Linked DNA regions of Ovis aries: region 1 is linked to region 2. Evidence: chromatin contacts called from public Hi-C data. All regions are on one chromosome and are shown on one strand. The core of a region is the stretch at or near the end of the contact, and the rest is flanking DNA. Distances in the headings are between cores, read along the strand shown. Region 1 overlaps PLCL2 (phospholipase C like 2). Region 2 holds the start of PLCL2 (phospholipase C like 2).

Region 1 (3,726 bases), core at 109-2,608, 150 kb after region 2:
CTATCTGCTTTTGTCTAGCCTGAGATGCATATTCTACTGGTTTCACATTACGCATAAATGACTTCTGTTTTTTAATAATGAATTGATAAGTGGAGCTCAGGAAATTGTTTACCGATGTCCTTAAGAAAATAGCTTCGCAAAGTGCTTTGTAGAAACGTTATTTAAACCACACTCATGGGCCCACATCAGGATGGAGGTGCTGTCTGTCCCGTCTGTAGCCTGTTGGGAGGCCGAGCGTCCCCTGCCTCTGGCCCCTGTCCTGGTTGGGGTGCGCTCTCCTCTCGGGCAGCTCTGCTTGTGGTCAGGAGCTGGCGTGGTACCGTGGGCGCCGCGGAGGCCCCGAGTCACGCGCGATATCTGTGCCCCAGCCCTTAGTTACGGCCTTTGCCTGCACGCCAGGCGGCCTTGGGAAAGTGGCTTCGCTCTGGAGTCCTCCGAGTTCACATCCGTGGAACCAGTGCCACCGCCCGCCTCCCGTGGGCCTGGCGAGATGAAGAGCGCTGGTGGTTCCCCGGGGCCGGGGAGGCGTGGACACGCTCACTCTGACTCGCTCAGCGGGCACTTAGACCATCAATAACGGCAGCGTTGCAGCCTGGCGGACCCGGCCCGAGGGTGGTCCTGCCCCGAGCTCATGATGCCCCACGTGTCCCCGCCGCGCCCTCAGCGCCTCTGGGCAGAGTTGTCAGCCAAGTGGGAGCCAGACCTCGGCCCGCCAGGCAGGCGGGTGGGAAGGCCAGCCCAGCCCAGCCCTCCCGGCCCCAGGCCCTCCCAGGAGCTGGAGGCCCGATGGGCCCCACCCTGAGGAGAAGGGACGCAGACACCGAGAGCGTTCGTGGAGTCATGCCGCGGTCGGAACTACAAGCTTCATTATAAATACGTGCTCTGCAGCTGCAAAACGGGCCAAACCGGCAGCTCCTCCTCCCCAGGGGGATGCTGAGTTCACTCTGTGACAGGTGGGGCAAGGGAGTCGCCCCCGCTGAGGCCTGGGGGCTTTCTTCCCTCCCATGTCTGGGCTCTGCTGACTGGTGACCCCGTCTCCTGGGCCGGTCCCCGTGGAGCCCCGCTGCTCTGCGCTGCACTCGGTGATGGGGCTGCCCTGCCTCCTCCCGGTGCCTGCCTCCCTTCCCTGGGCTGTTGGCCACCTCCGTGGTGTAGATGCTGCGTGCAGCTCAGGGGCTGCTCCGTCCCCAGGTACTGGGAGGAGGACTTGGTGCTGAGCCGGCCCATGCCGTGCTCTGCCTCAGGGGTCTTGGTGTCAGCCCGGGAGCACGTGGGCAGCGGCGGTAGACCTCTGCTCTGTGAGTACCATCTGCTTGGGGCTCCGGGCCTCCTGCCCTTCACGCTTGCTCAGCACCCTCAGGGTCCCCCTTGGGGAGCTTTAGGGCCTCGTCGTCCCCAGGGCAGAGGACGGGTCCTCCCGCGTCACAGAGCTCGGGCAGGGGGTGTCCGTCTCCAGCTCCTCGAGGTGGAGCGTGCGCTTCTAAAGCCCTGCTGTGTCTTTTGCGCTTAAAGGTGCAGCACCTTTGGCGATACCTGAAACTGGAAGATGCTTCTAAGAATAAAAATGTGAGCTGTTGTTGCTCTGAGCCTTGTCACAGCAGGCTTTGCAAACAAAGCTAGTATCAGTGAGCGCAGGACAGGAAGGCCTGCTCATTCTGCTAACCTGGGGCCTCTGGAGGTGCCTGGCCCCCAGGTGGGAGGGGAGTCCTCGGGGACGTTGCTCTCTGCAGGCTCCAGCCACAAGCCTCCCCTACTCTGATGCCCGCATTATTGTGAACCCTCATCATGCTTTTCATGAAACGCAGCTTGCAGGTGGGAAATAAACTATGGCTCGCCACATTTATGGTCTCGCGCTCGGTGACGAAGCCAAGGAACCCACGTGAAGCTGCGCCTGTCCTGCACCCCCGCTTCCCCTGGCGCGGACCTACCACCTTCCCGCACAGGCTGCCTGGAGGCCCGAGTCTTCCCTCGCGGTTGTTACCACTCTGGCACTGCCCACTTGTCTCACGGCCAGGTGCCTTTCGCTGCTTTTTTCTCCCTCAGCTTGAATGAGGGAGGCACGATTGGCCAGTTCTTTGACACTGAGCTGGGACAGCCAGCATCCTTGCTGGAAGACGTCCTGGCTTCTTGGTGTCTCTTATTTGGCTCGACATCAGAGCTGAGAAAGGTTACTGATGACGGTCTGAACCTTTTCGGTATGCAAATTGTGGAATGGTACAAATGACTTTCCATCGGTATCATCGAGTTCTGAACTATTCGTTTCTGTCACTGCCTGTTCAGTATGTCGAGCTGTAAAGTAGAGTATTTTAATTTACAGGAATGACTCAGATCTTGAAGACCAAGTGTGGAAAGACTGAATTCCTAAGCGGGAGGCCTGCCATGGGGCTGTAGACTTCCTGCAGACAGCGACTGGGTCCTTTAGGTTGCAGGCCCCAGTGTGCGTTCAAGGGCTGCCCCTAGGGAGCCTCACAGATGATGAATGAAGGCCTGAGTGAACACCTGCTTTGACCTTCAGACTTCACAGTGTTTGCTGTCATTTTCTTAGAACAGTGGAAGTCGATAGATGCTGTGTGACTCACTTTAAGAATCTGGTGTACTTCTTAAGAGGCGTGTTGGTTATGCTTTAGTTTAAATAAGTGCAACTAATAAAATATGGTGCTTTTCAAGTTATATAAATAATCCAACCTACATACATTTAGTTTCTATAAAATAATTACTGTGGCAGCTGGCGATAAGTACTATAAAGCAAAACTAGGCAGAATTTAAGGAATGGAAAATGTTGGAGCGGTGTTTGTTATATAAAGTAAAATGGTGATGCAGCAGAGATGAGTAATATTATCACATGAAATATTTGGACATTTAAATACAAAAAGCTAATAATCAACAGGGACCTACTATATAGCACAGAGAAGCATACTCGGTATTCCGTAATAACCTGTATAGGAAAAGAAGCAGAAAAAGAATGGATATATGTATAACTGAATCACTTAGCTGTCCATCTAAAACTAATACAACATGTAGGTCAGCTATACTCCACTATGAAATGAAAATTTAATTTTAAAAGATAAATACAAAAAGCGAGCGTCTACCCTTATGGCGAGGATTATAACTGTACCTATTTGAATCATGGGAACTGAATCTGGCCTTCCGATTTTCATAGCAATTTCAGAGCCAAAAAGTTTATTTCAGACAGATCTTTTCCCAGCACTTTGGTGAGTAAAATAATGGGTCAGCTGCACCCTGTTCCTTTTTCTTAATTCAGACATAGCTCCTAAAACAAGCACTTGCAGTGCGGAACAAGAACTCAACGCTGGAATTCTACAATCACTCATAGGCACACTGCAAACACTGGTCTGGGTGATAGCGTTCCTGATGCACCACATAAATGCTGTTTTTGATCCTCATCGGAAGTTTGAAACTGCTTCTCAAACGGAGGCATCTCGGGTGAAGTGAGTGAGGCATTTGGGCGCTGCAGCTTTCCGTAAGGTGATGAGGTTTTAACATGAAGGACAGATCGGATGTGCACCCATGTCCCTTTCTTTCCATACTGAAAGGGACTCAGGTCGGTGCTGGCTCGAGGGTCACGTCCAGTGTGAGCACCTTGGGGACACATTCCTCACAGTCTGGTCTGGGCGCTTGTGTAGCGAGGTGTGACTTGATCGGTTTCCCTGTGAACCTGAGTGGGATGTCGGGTGGCGGGGGGGGGGCGGTGTGTGGCCACGTTCG
Region 2 (3,513 bases), core at 607-3,106:
ATAACAGGTATCTGAAGTTGCTTCAGAGGCAGGGAAGTGGGTATGTGTATGTCTGGAAAGCTGCTTTCCTGCTCGGAGGCTCCTTCGCAGTTGGCCACAACATCGTGCCAATGGAAGCAGGGTCTTTAAGTTCAGCCCCCAGCGGACGGTCAGTTTCTCCTTCGCGCCCTGCGGGAAGCGCAGTCCCGGAAAAGGAAACACACGCGCTGGAGAAGCGCTGGGGCGCGGGGAGAGGGCTGGAAGATGCGGGCAGGGCGTCTGGGGTGGAGAGGGGGCGCCGAGCTGGCGATGTGGGCCGTGTCTGGCTCCAAGGATGGACAGCAGGGGTGTGTGTGTGTGGGGGGGGGGGGCGACAAAAAGAGACAAGATCGGGGTGTTCACGCTGCTGACTCGACCTGAAATCCTGGGGGAGGGAGGAGGAAGGAAGACCCGGAGGGGCCTGCTTAGCGATCCAAGTAGGGTTTTTCTCCCAAAGCGGAGGCTGACCCTGGGCGCAGGCCGCGGACCAGCGGGCATTCCTGGCGGCCGGCTCGGGGAGGGCGCTGGGGGGTGGACGATGTGACGAACCCCTGGGGCCCCGGACTGGGCTCTGCCCGCGTCCCCGGCTTCTCGTCTCTCGCTGTCCCCTCCGCCGGCCCCAGCGTCCTTGCCACGGGTTGACCCCGCTCACAGATGCCCGGTTCAGGAGAACCGAGCCGGTTTCTGCACGTGCAGCGGGTCTGGCCCGCGGAGGGGGACCCCGAGGAGAAGGCTCTGGGGCCTCGTCCCGCGCGCAGGGCGGAGCCGGCCAGTGGCCTGCTCGCTCGCGGCCCCTCGGGGCGCCGGCGGCTGACGGGCGGTTGCCAGAGCTCCGGAGGGGCCGGGGGCCTCCGTCGACCCTCGGCCGCCCACCGTCGCCGTCTGCCGGGCAGCGAGGTCCCCGCGGCCCGATGAGCCGGCCCGGCGGGAGCGGCCGCGACGGCGGCGACCTGGAGCGGGAGCCGGGCGGCCGCGGTGCGTCCGGGGAGGGGAGGGTCCCCGCGGCCCGCAGGGGGCGGCGCGGAGCCCCGAGGAGGCGGGGGGGCGGGCGGGTCCCGGGCGCCCTGCCCGCCCTGCGCTGACCCCGGGGGTACGCGGCGGGCCCGGCGCGCGCCAGCATCGGCGGGGTTGGGGTCGGGGGAGACGCCCCCGCCCGCCCTGGGCCGCGGGGGCCTCGGGAGGAGCCTCCGCGTGGCCGGGGCGCGTCGGGGCGCCCGCCGCTGCCCCGAGCCCGAGGAGGGCGCCCCTTCTCCCCCGGGCCGCGCGGCGTTCTTGGCGCCCGCGGCGGCTCGTGTGCCGGGCGTTTCCGTCCCGGGTGGAGCGCCGGCTCGGGGCGCCCCGTCCCTCGGGAGGGCGCCCCGTCACCGGGGTGGGCGCCCGGTTCCCCGCGGTGGGTCCCACGCGGTGGGTGCCGGGTGTCCCCCGCGGTGGGTGCCCCGTCCCCTGGAGGGCGCCCTGTCCTCCGGGTGGATCCCGCGAGGTGGGTGCCCCGTCCCATGGAGGGTGCCCCGTCCCCAGAGAGCGCCTCGTCTCCCGGGAGGGCGCCTCGTCCCCGGACAGTGCCCCTTCCCTCGTCGCCCCGGGCCGCGCGCTGCCCGCGGCGCGTGTGCCGGGCGTGTCCCCGGGCCCCGGGCCGCCTGACCGCGTCTCTTTTCTCCCCCTGCAGGAACCTTCCGATAGTCCCGCCGCCGCGGCTCTGACCGCGCGCGAGGCGAGCCCGAAGCCGACAGCACATCGAAATTAAAAAAAAAAAAAAAAGAAGAAGCGGAAGAAGCGGCCGAGGCGGCGGCGGGCGGAGCGGCGGAGGAGGGGCCGCGCGGCCCGGGCGGCGGGGACGCGGGGACGCGGGGACGCGGCTTTGTGCTGGCGGGTCGCGGGGCGCCCATGGCGGAGCGCGGCCGGGGGGCCGCCGGCGGGGCCCTGCCCTCCTCCCCGGGCCCGGTCCTGGCGGCCAAGGGCGCCCTGCGGGCCGGGGCCGGGGAGGGCGGCGGCGGCGGGCGGCCCGGGCCCGGGCGGGCGCACTGTGACAGCGCCGGGGTCTCCAACGGAGACTGCAGCCTCGGCGCGCCCGGGGGCGAAGCCCGGGTCGGCCCCGCGCTCGCCGCGGCCCCCGGCCCGGCTGCCTGCCCGCTCCCCCGGGACAGCAAGCCGGGCGGCCTGCCCCGCCGGAGCAGCATCATCAAGGTAGGTGGGAGAGGGGCGCGCGTCGCCCGCCCCTCTCCATCCGGGGGCGGGGGTCCTTCCCCGGGCGGCAGGACTGGGAGGCTGGAGGGGGAGCCCCCAGCTCCCGAGAACCGGGGCTGCGCCGGCGGCGCTGCGGGCGGCAGAGCGGGGACCGGTGCGTATGGCGTTTGGGGAGGATGGAAAGGGGTGCAGGGGAGCTGTGCTCAGCCCCCTGGGACTCGGGGCTGTCACCTCTGCAGGGCTCGCCTGCAGTGATGGCCCGGTACCTGCCCGGCAGGGCACCCTCTGCCAGCGGTGGCCTTGGCTGGTGGAACAGACCCCCTGCTCGGTCTCTATTGTATGTTAAAGACAGTTGGTGATCATGTGAAACATTTTCTTAAGAATCGCAGGCAAGCGAACAGAGATTCTTCAGTAGGGTTTTCTTCCGATGGGTCTGTAAGTTGCCTCTTGCCAATGACGAGACTCAGAGGGTGCACAAATCCCTGGTCAACTCAAGAGAAATGGAGTAGGTTTCTGAAGGTCCAGGCACCTCTCAGCTTTCTTAGGGTCAGACGCTCTGGGAGATTACAGTCCTGCGGGGTTTTAGTCTTTTGGTTGCTGCAGCAGGCAGGCCTCCACTTCTGTGGAAGTTCTTTTGGGCAGTTTGCTTGGTATTGATATCTTTTTGCCTGGTGTTATTTGGCAGAAGGAAGTCAGCGTTTGGTGCCTCTTAAACTCCAGGAGTAATACTAGGAACTCCTGAGTTTGTGGTGGTTTCATTCGAACATTATTTTCTGGTCTGCAAGGTAAACCTATTTCTCGAGACATGAAGTGAAAAAAATAAATGATCCACGAGCTGATCAGATCAGAGCCTTTAGGCAGGACCAGCTCTTTCTGCTCAAGTTTGGAGCAAATATGAAAACGTTGCTTTCTGAAAACTGAGAGGTCACCGGGACAGTGAGCACCGAAGCACCGTGATGGGCCTGCACCCACCCTTCCTGTGGGAAGGAGGGTAGGATGGGCCCCAGTGAAGAGGACTGGCACTCGGGGTGTTTGAAACTTAACTGGACCTACAGGGACCTTCTGAGGAGCGTGTCAGTGTCCGATGGTGCTATCAGCTTCTGCACTTATCTGGTGAAATATAGCACCTTGCAACTCCATGTAACAGGCAGTTGTGAAACTGCTTTTTGCTTTGTCATCTGTTTGCCCAGTTTACCTCTGAGAAAGGGCACGGTTAAAGGACTTAAAGGTCAAGTGCATGGACCATCTGCAGGAGGTGTTTAGAGCTGAACTAAGGAGAGCAAAGTGGATGTTTGCTGCACACTCACCTGG

The links. A called contact is a pair of places that touch in the nucleus more often than the background predicts.
Region 1: a contact with region 2 is called in a Hi-C map of muscle, with 4 times the contacts expected there. The contact joins the enhancer-like site here to the promoter of PLCL2 in region 2. A contact is called at or near these places in 2 of 16 Hi-C or Micro-C datasets (blood and muscle).

The regions. Positions count from the first base shown.
Region 1 is chr1:275,066,648-275,070,373 of ARS-UI_Ramb_v3.0, forward strand. The region is part of intron 3 of PLCL2 (phospholipase C like 2); the gene reads left to right. Among named protein-coding and RNA genes, the nearest start is that of PLCL2, 150 kb to the left of the region's middle. Within about 2 kb of position 1,359, at least 4 of the 54 cell types and tissues checked have an H3K27ac peak or open chromatin away from gene starts, as enhancers often do. A contact at or near this core is called in muscle, where this site is marked.
Region 2 is chr1:274,913,388-274,916,900 of ARS-UI_Ramb_v3.0, forward strand. It overlaps PLCL2 (phospholipase C like 2), which reads left to right and starts at 1,857. Exons shown (of 4, transcript XM_060396699.1): 1 at 1,857-2,202. The coding sequence starts at 1,903.